Regions from separate parts of the Anas platyrhynchos genome. Here region 1 is linked to region 2. The links are chromatin contacts, called in public Hi-C maps. All regions are on one chromosome and are shown on one strand. The core of a region is the stretch at or near the end of the contact, and the rest is flanking DNA. Distances in the headings are between cores, read along the strand shown. Region 1 overlaps LOC110352209. Region 2 has its middle 330 kb from the start of SLC35B3.

Evidence for each region. A called contact is a pair of places that touch in the nucleus more often than the background predicts.
Region 1: a Hi-C map of liver shows a contact between it and region 2, with 2.2 times the contacts expected there. The contact joins two enhancer-like sites. A contact is called at or near these places in 2 of 8 Hi-C or Micro-C datasets (liver and subcutaneous adipose tissue).

The regions. Positions count from the first base shown.
Region 1 is chr2:91,094,347-91,099,746 of IASCAAS_PekinDuck_T2T, reverse strand. It overlaps LOC110352209, which reads left to right. Exons shown (of 22, transcript XM_072033095.1): 20 at 1,467-1,673. Among named protein-coding and RNA genes, the nearest start is that of TFAP2A, 360 kb to the left of the region's middle. Within about 2 kb of position 1,471, at least 1 of the 8 cell types and tissues checked has an H3K27ac peak or open chromatin away from gene starts, as enhancers often do.
Region 2 is chr2:90,889,881-90,894,924 of IASCAAS_PekinDuck_T2T, reverse strand. No RefSeq gene overlaps it. Among named protein-coding and RNA genes, the nearest start is that of SLC35B3, 330 kb to the right of the region's middle. Within about 2 kb of position 2,069, at least 1 of the 8 cell types and tissues checked has an H3K27ac peak or open chromatin away from gene starts, as enhancers often do.

The sequences.
Region 1 (5,400 bases), core at 222-2,721, 210 kb before region 2:
GACTAGGGTGATGCAACTTAGCATGGCATCATCAGTTTTGGTGGTGATTTTTCACTCTCAGTTGTCTCACAATCAGGCTGTGCTTTCAGGGAGAAGAGTGTGCAAATCAGTATGGTTAAGTTCTCTTAGCTAATTATATAAATGTCCTTAGAGGGAGCTCACCAGACCTGAAATGTGTCAAGAGGCGGGGGGGATTTGTCTGACTCCTTGTTACCCTACTGATCCATCTGCTATTGAGGTGGGTGGCAAGGCACAGGTTCCTGATGCTGTATCTGTTCCCATATGGATATAGTACCACAGGGTTGGCAGACAAAACTAGGAACTCATAAAGGAGACTCTCACCCCAGCAAAGGGCAAGGTTTGAACAACTTAGAGTTGGCTTCTAACATGGTAATCACATGCTGCAAATTACACGCAGCTCTGACACTTACTGAAAATACTGGTGGTTATTTATTTATTTATTTGAGTGAAGGTAGTCAAAAGTCCCTGCTGGTGAAAATCATGGCCCCCAGTTGCAGCTGAAATGGACAAAACAGTTGCAGAGAAGGATGCAGTGTTCACAGTGAACCAATCCCTTCCTACTGTAAACTGGAGTGGTGTCTCATGGGGAAAAAAGAGTTATACTAAGGTTTCCCTTGCAAAAGTGAAGGGTTAAAACACTTACTTTTGAGTGGGAGTATAAAAAGAAATGCTGCTCTTTATCAGTTCTAGTTAAGGATATGAGGTGCTTAAACTGTGTGCTGTGTTCAAGATGAAATTTTGAATTATGCTCAGCCTGCATACCGAATTAACATGGAAATGGTTAAATGGAAGTTCTGACTGACACAAGAAGGTACGAAACCTACCCAAGCAAACGTGTTTACAGCTAGACAGGAAACTAGGTAACTGTGTCAATACATCTGCTTTATACAACACACTAAAATACACCTTATTCACTCTTCCTCATCTACAATTCAGTAGCAGCACAAGGTTATTTTAATACTACACAGAGATCAGAGACTAAAAAGTGCTTATGGGTAAAGGAGCAAAGGCTTCTCAAAGAGAGAAAAACAAACACTTGTTCACAAAATTATCAGTAAGATTTTTTTTTTTTTTTTTAAAACAGCATTGCCATTTGATTGTTTAACCTACCCTGCTTGATTTCCCTACTTTTCGTTAATACAGGAGTCAATTACAGCTTCATCTGTGCAGAATTAACTTTATAGAATATACACCAGGGATTTGTCTAGCTCCTCTATTTAGATCTATGTCATAAAAAATCTGTAGTAGAGAACGGTGTGCAAGCCCTGCATATGGTACAGGCTTTGCAGATTTATTGTAAAATCATTTTAAATCGGTGAAGCTCTTGCCAGAAGTTAATTAAATATGTTCCTTTTGTCGGGGGGGGGGGGGGGGGAGGAGGGGGTGGACGACGACTCTGTATGTGTGCGCATGTGTGTGTGTGGGGGGGCCTTCTGTCTCACTAGGTGGCAGTGTATGATTACATCTGGAAGGACCATGCCAGCAAGTCTGGTGTCCCCATCTGTGACCTCCAGCACCAGGATGGAATCTTTGACTCGGCAGCTACCTCAAGAGGTACCACTGTTCACATGTCGGTGTTCACCGTACACCTCAGCGGTTTCCAGCAACTCTACAGACACTTCCTCAGGCTGCCTGATGGGGCTATTGTTGAGGTAGGTCCAAGCAGATTATTTACATCCAGATATTGAAGGCAAAGGCATGCACTTACGAAGTAGGTCAGGGTCAAAGCAGGAAATAGACCCTTCATGAAGTATACACTGAGATCTTCTATAGGAAGACTTCACTCCTAAACAGTATTATAAAATTAATGAGTTAATGCATTTACCATGCAAAGTAATAATTTATTATAGTTTATAGAGTAATTTAAGTGAAATTATGGAAGATATATATTGAAACTACACACAAAAAATATTTTGTAAATATATATTGCTAAGAAACACATAAGGTTATTCTATACAGGAATTATTATATATAAATATACTATGTAAGCAGTGTGCACAGATATGCAACTACAGGTATGGTAGAATTATTTATTTTTTCTTCAGACACAGAGCTGACATACAGTAATCATATGACTTACTGGCCTCTTGCAAGTTTTTGATTGAATCCTGGATGTTGTCATATTTTTAGGCCCACTGTAAGCAGTTTGTGCACTAAAATTCAATGCAGGATGGTAGTTAAAAAATATTGTCTATTACGTGTTTCGTAGACTCCATTTTGTTCCTTGAATTGATGTTTTGTTCCAAGTGCTTAGAAGAGGTTCATTTCCTTGTTGCCTTGAGTTGAGAGACCTTACAAACAAAACAAAACACTGGCATCTAAGAGGAAGAAAAATGAAAGCATATTACTTTATCCACCCAGAGAAGTGGAAGCATCATTTTAGAGGTCTGCTTACTATAGGAAGCCAGCACAAATGGTGTTGAAATACAGATTTTTCAGTTGCTCACTTCTAAATTGAAGTTTCAAGTATATCTTTCCAGAATGCGGAAAAAGTTGCTTCTGCTCCTCTGTTTAATGTTGTGAGGCTGCTTTCTTCATTAAAATATTTTACTGTTAATGTCTTTGCCCTACTTGGCTTTTAAAAGAAAATTTAATTTAAAGGAAACAGTCCTCAAGGAATAATACTGTGCCCCAGGAACTTGTGATTCACCAGAGTGAAGACAGCAGAGTCCTAGAGCTGGCCAAAGAAAACAAGAGAAGGCATGTGGCCTACATGAAGTAGAAATTAATTATTAACACAAAAAAACCTGCAAATCCAGGTCTGTGCCTGAGTTTGTTACCAAAGCTCCTTGTACAAATCATTTGCCAGATTTCTGCTAGAAGGCCTTTTCCCTGTTTTGAGGTCAACAATGCAGCCCCATGCCTACTTCCCACCTGTTACAAATGATAGCTCTGTGCAGAATGTTTTGTCCCAGTTAAGTTCTCAGCTTTTTGGACATCAGGTTTCATCCTCCTTCCTAGTAGGAAGGTCTTCAAGCATGTGTCACCAAGCTTAACTCGATGTACTGGTTCTGTTCATTAATCCTTTCTGTATATCTGTTATTTTCCATATAATTTTATTTTGGTTTCCCAAGTGAGCTTCCCAGAAACTTCCAGCTTCTAAACTGATGCTGATCAGCATCAACAAAGTTAGCACTGTGTAACATGAATGGCTCAAGCCACTTCTTTATAGTTTCCCATATTATACCACAATGCTGTCTTTGCCTAAAATCTGCATGGCTGTGTCTTATGTCAGCATCTTGAAAGATGTTCCTCTAATTTAGGAGATCAATGCATGCTTTGCTGCATTTATATTTGTAGACCTAAATACAATTACAATTCAGAAACATGCTCGACTAATAATTTCAGTAACACTTACATCCTGATCTTACATTTAGCCGATAATGAATGTAATGTTACATTTGTGTGTTTTATGGGTCATGGCTTTCTAATTCAGTCCCTAATTAGGGATGTTTTATAAGTTAATGAGTTTTAAGACTATGCACTCACTAGTGGTAAGTTATATTCCATTTGTACACTGAGAGGAAATTTTAAAAGTCTCCCATTTTCCATATTGCATTGGAATCTCTGTGGGAAAGGTTCCATTTTCTCTCTGGTACAAGAACCAGGGCCTTAGCAAGAACAGAGTGAGAAAAACCCATTGTGGGTCTGTTATGGGGTTTTGTCACTTGCTGCTGTTGCTGCCCTTCAGGAATAATATACATATAAAAAAATAATATATATATATTATTTTTTTTCCTCATATAACTGCAGAATACAAAATGTAATTCAACAACATCTAGGAACTGGGGGTTGCATGAATCTTCTTCCTGCAAAACAGTCCTCCTTTTTAGTACAGTAAGCCACTGAGGGTGAAAATGTAATTATTTCAGTGTAACTTCTTGTTTGTTTGTTCACTTTTATTAAGAAACTCTGAGGACATGTAACTCTGAAGACATTAAAATGAAAAGGCTTTGGCTTTTTAATTTCAATGACTTTCTGGAATCATACCTGAAAGAGCTGTAACACCTCTTCTTAATTACTAGAATGGGACCTCATTAATTCAGACATTTGGGGACTGATGTCCTTCAATCAGATGTGCAGCACCTACTGTTGTTACAGCATGATTGCTGCTTGGTATTGGTAGTCTTCCACAGAAACAATGTGTATTTCAATACTACAAGAAAACAAGCAGTTTGGCAGAAAACAGCACAGAAACTTTTAGAAGTGTGTACAAATGTAAACATTGTTGAGAGCATGAAATGTAGTTTATTAGCATTGAACTAACTGAGGTGTATGTGCAGGCTAGCGAGTTCTGGTTATTGGGGTGGCAGTATGTCCCTCCTCAAGGATACATGACATATGAGAACATTATTTAAATCACAAGGACGAATTCTTCCTCAATTTCATGTGTCCAGCTCTCAGTGACTTCAACCTCAGTGCTTCAAACCAATCTTTCTCTATCTGCAAATATTCTTTGACAGACATAAAAGGAATTCTGCATAATTTTGCTTCAGCGTCCTTGGCTGCTTGTAAGGAATTTACACTATATTAGCTACCTAATACTAATCATTTTTACTTCACTGAAAAAAAAAAGGCAAGTTTTTCTTACAGTCCTAGTTCAGCAAGGAACTCAGTGTGAATTTCTCGTAAGCCAAGGAGCCAAAAGTCACTTTGATGTTATTATTATTACTTTTTTACGGTAAGTGAGGCCTGCTACTAAATGCTATGTACAGAAGTATACTGTGCAAGAATAAATGGTTCTCTATGTAATAACTGCTTTAAAATATGTATATTTTTCTAGGGATGGTATTCCCATTAAAGGTCTAACTTTGCTGGTAGATAATATATGTGTATTTTTATACACACACATGCACACATATATATATAGTCTGGTATGAGAAGTAGTTTTATAGGTTTCCTAAGCAGAAAGCAAAAATAACTGTTTTAAAATGAACATTAAGTACAAGGTGACACGTATAAATTGCCATGGAAATGTTAAATAAAAAGATTTTTTTAATTTGTAGCATAAAAATTATAGAGGTTAAACTTGTAACTGTAGTCCTTTTTATCATAAGCATTGTAAAACTCTAAGAATTCTCATGTAGTAAAACCCATTTTCCATTTTACCTATAATATATTTCTCCTTTATAGTTTTCAATTTAGGTGTTGGTTAACCAAGAAATGACCTTCCCAAAATAAATCACTTTTCATGCTTTCCCTCATTCATTAATCTTATGTTATTGTAATATACAGGAAATTATTTTTAGCATTTTAAATGTATTTGAAATCCGTGCACAGAAAAGTTAATGATAGTGATAACTGTTTAGCTGTCTACATGGTGATAACACCAACTTGGTGATTTTTATCTCAACTTTTGCTGACTGGAGTTGATTTCTC
Region 2 (5,044 bases), core at 820-3,319:
TTTGGGGAAGTCAAAATAGCAGTAATTCCCTTTTATAGACATGGAGGAAAACAGCAAGTGAGAGCTGAAATTGTATCTCTCTGAGTTAAAACTACAGCCCTTACTTAGGTCCCTTGGTTACACACGGATGTGGATGTATTGTGCAAAAAAGTTGGTTACTGTGGGGCACAGGAGGCAGTCAAGAAGCTGAGATGTGATCTACGTGGAGAAGGATCTAGCTTGTGTTAGCTAAACTCAGTGTCTAACTGTTCCCCTACTTCAGGTGGGGATCCACAGCTCAGCACACTCTACTGAAGCTACAACTATTCGCCTTCCCCATCCAACTCCCAGCCACATTGTAGCACAGTTCATGTGAGTGAGCAGGACTAAATCTGTGGTTATCTGCATCCAAGGCAGGTGCTCTAACACTGGCATCCACCTTGCCTTTAGGCCTGGGTGCCATTTTGTGGCTGCCACCAGAGCTCTGCACATCTCACTGATATATGGAGCCCTTCCTTTGCTGTGCAGTACAGTGTTGTATGGCCGAAGTGCTGAGAATAAGCTTAATGGAATAATGGGGGATGGTTTTTCTTTGTTTTAATGTGCAAGCTGCTTCTTTACCAATTATTTTCAAAAAGGGAGAGATTCACCATTCCATTGAACGAGTTTTATGCCAGCATAGCAAAACTATGCCTGGCACGTAAACTCAGCTTATGTGAAAATACAGCACAAGAGCAGCTCTGTTGAGAATGCAGTGACCTAAACTGACCAGTGACTGTAGCTGGGCAGAGTCAGGTCCCGCTGATCAGAGACAACTCTACCACATAAAACTAAAGCTGAGGTGAAAAAAGGACAGAAAGCTAAACATTATGCAGAGATGTACGATATTTTTAATTAACTGTTTTTGTTTGTTTGTTTGTTTGTTCTTTTGTTTTGGTAGCTTTTCTGTACAGCAGAAGTCCATTAGGCCAGGGCCGGCAGTGCATAGGCAGCAGTGTATACCAGGGCTGCCTTTTGCAGGCCTTCCTGCAAGGCCTCTCCACTGGCCACTTTTCAGAGTACATCTCCCTCAAGAAGCAACCAGCATCTCTGCTCATCCTTTTTTTTTTTTCTTAATTTTTATTTTTATTTTATTTTTATTTACGTTTTTAACCAAAGGGCACTCGTGAGTGATGTGGGCAACCAGGGGAAGGAGAACACACTGTTCGGCCCCCCACCCCCGCAGCCACATCACGGGCTTTTGTTCGTTCTGGCTGACGGCCCCCTGTACCCAAGCGGGATACAAGTGCGAAATGAATGACAAGCACGGGAGAAAAATAATAATAATAATAATAATAATTTATCAACGCCGAAAACGCGGCGGTTAACGGCCAATGGTGCCTGCCGCCGGGCCCCACCGCCTCCGCCGGCGGCCCCGTGCAGGTGGGCGGTGTTGAGGCGCCACCTACAGGCCTGCAGGCAGCGAGCCTGTGGGGGCGGGTTTGTGAGGGGGATGTGTGCTAATACATACACGGGCACACATCTATAGACAGATATACAGAAGGTTAAATAAAACCACGCTTATTTCCTCAGAAAAGCCTCAGCTATCCCAAGCCACTGGCTAATGGCACGGCAATACCACGCTGCTGTGGCCTCCTCTTGGCATGTCTTCGCCTGGAGCGGGTTAGAGGCCCAGAGCAGATGCTGGAGTGTGAAATGGCAAAGGTTGGATTATTTTACACCAGCGATGTTGCAGCGTTACAGGCTGGGCAGTGGAGAGGACTGGGGAAGGATTCCTAGTTTTAATTGCTTCCATTTGTCCTCTGCCTTGATTGAGAATGAAATAGATTTAAGCGAATGTGTCCTGACCACAGGAAGGAACAATGTTAAACATTTTAATTATACAGGGAGTAAAACAAAGTAAAAGGAGAACAATGAAGACAAAATATAAAGAAAAGAAAGCTAATTAATGGAACATTAACATAAGAATTTAATGTAACCAGGCTGAATCTGGTTTGTAGAAAGAAAAGAAGGAAAAGAGTTCTATTGTCCTTAAAAGAAGTGAGCGCAACCCTGAACTCAGTGTTTTGTGTACAGCATAACTACCATGGCCTTGAAGTGGGTTGCTTCCACTGAAAAGACAGTTTATGATTTGGATTCAACATCTTTAGGAAGCTGTGAAAGAACTTATTTAGGCTTGAAAGTCGAAATGCCAAGCACACAGCAATTTAACCTAATGATTACAGCTCCATAAGCAAAATGTATCTGTGGATATCTTCAAAATGATTTTTTAAGTAAAAACAATTGCTGTGTACCTGAGTGTGAAATACGATGTTTTGTCATGGGCCAACCAGTTGCCAAACACAGTTTTCCACATATACTGCCCTGTACCTCAAATGTAATCACTTTGCTCAGTGCAAGGGGTCCAATTGCCCCCAGGAGGAATTCTTTTGGGTGAATTCTTCCTTATTCAAAGTATAACACCTCTTTGGTTTCCCCACACTAGCAAGAGGAAATATAATGTATGAGTGAAAGAGATAGAGGTCATGTTCTTTGATTGGCTGGCCCAAATGTTGTCTCAGCTTGTGTGATGGTGTTACAATGAAGTTTTCATTACATTCCCTGAACTTTAGCCAAGACTCTGGACATGTTGATGATGCTTAAGTAAATACAAAGCAATCAATACATTTTCAGGGGAAAGCATTCACACATTGTGAGTTATATATTTTAAACAGGAACTTGTAGGTCTTAGCAGGCTGTCTGGTTTAGTTAAACTTCCATAAATCAAACCAAAATGCAGAGAGTATCTGCCTCAGAAACTTATCAGAATTCCACAGCTAGGTATGCCAGTGTCTGACAGATTTGGCCAAAATTTGCAAAATAGATCAAGAAAAATAGATCACTCAGTATTTAGGACTTAATCTAAGTCATGGTCATCCTAGTGTTTTTTGTTTGTTTGTTTGTTTTATTTTGTTGTGTTTTGCCATTGCCTATCACAGGAGACAAAGCTTTCTTGAGGAGAGGCAGAAAACAAGAATCACCCTTAGAATAAGAGCAAATAGCAAATATAGAGTTTGATAATTAATTGTTAATGTAGTGTCTTGAAATCATATTTGTTTGTTTGTTTGTTTGCTATTTTTTAAAACATCTAACTAGCTAGCCACATTAAGTAGGTATACAAACAAGTCAATAGAGGAAATAATATATTATAGCATGATTGTTTTTTAATCACCTTAATATGTATTTATGCTATGTATGTACATAGTAAAGGCACTACAGATTTGAAAAAGCACTGCTAGTAAACAATTAGATGGTAAATCATAGGTGTATCTGTTTAAAGTTATATTGTACTTTTCCATACTTCATTGTGATGTTCAGACCTAAATGTTTAATACAGAATAGTAAGACCCATTATTAATGCCACTTCAGGAATAAATGTTAGGGTGTTTCTGCAATGGATGGTCCAAAACCAGAATGATGACCCTGAATCATACCTGTCTTTTTGTTACATACCTGAATTAGGTCAGGGTCAAACTACTCCCAAATCTACAAATCTTGCAGCCTAAAAGCTGACTAACACCACATTTTTAAAAAATTTAAGTCCAGAAACATACATAGTTCTGAATCTTTCAGTGTTATCTTTCTAATGCAGTGTGTCTGGAATATGGGAGGAATCTAAGTAGTGGAGACTGATTTCATTAACTTTTTTGTGTCTTCCATCTTGCAGTTTATTTCACCATAAATACCCACATTGTATTGCATTTTATGTAAAACTCAATAAACTTAATTAAAATGAGCCATTGATCAGGCAAACTAGAGGTAATACAGATGGCCAGATTTTTGTGTTTCTACTGGAAATTCTAGTCCACTAATATTAACGTGCTTTCACAGAAGGCCTGCTGCTCCCTAACTTTCAACTCTATCAAAAGGACATTCCAGAAATAAGACTAATTTACATAGCCCATATCTTTTGCTTTCCTTCATCTGAATGAACAAGAGACTGTATACAAAACTATTTGCGATTATGGCCATGTCAGGAACATTTCTTTGACTCAGTATTAAGAGGATATGAGTGTGAAAACAGCTTTCAAATGAGCAGAGCTTGGAAACACGTTCTTCAGAGGTCTTCTAGCTTCATCTTCCACTCTCCCATTATCCATAAGCTCTCCCCATAAGCCACCCAGTGGAAGGTTGCACCCTTCTCTTCCAATCACACTTGAGAAGACTACAGAAGGACAGATGACTTTCTGATGGCAGCAGATGAAAAACCTCAGTTCTCGGAGGATCTGGGTCTACTGGATGTTAGCAAATAGCTAACATAAGACAAGCTGTTTTGGCATACCACTGCTATGGTCTGATGACAGCAGAGACCAATTGGACATAACATTTTAATATTTTCTCTTATCTATTAGAGGAAAAATGTATGTGTACTAAATATTGTTATTCCTGGTAGAGAAGATCATATGAAAAAAATCACACTATGAAACAACGACTAAAAGACAGAATAGATCAATGTGGCAAGCATATAAAGACGGTATTCACTGGAGTCCGAACAAGAGCACATCTGAAATTGAAGCGTATTCATAGAATCATAGAATCATTAAGGTTGGAAAAGACCTCCAAGATCATCTGGTCCAACCATCACCTTACTACCAACGTCACCCACTAAACCATGTCTCTAAACACCAGGTCCAACCTTTCCTTGAACACCCCCAGGGATGGTGATGCCACCACTTCCCTGGGCAACCTTTTCCAATGCCTGACCACTCTTTCTGAGAAGAAATGTCTTGTACTTGTTTTAATTGTTGAAGAGCAGTGCTTACACTGAGTTAAGGACTTTTCATCTTCTCACACTGACCTGCCATTCAGGGAGCTGGCGGTTCAGGAGGAGGTGGGAGAGGACAGAAGCAGGACAGGTGACCCCAACTGACCAAAGGTGTACTCCATACCATGCGATGTGCTGTGTCCTGGTTTTGGCTAGGATAGGGTTAATTTTCCTCCTAGAAGCTGGTAGAGTGCTGTGCTTTGAATTTAGGATGAGAATAATGTTGATAATACACTGGTGTTTGACTGGTTGCAGATCCGT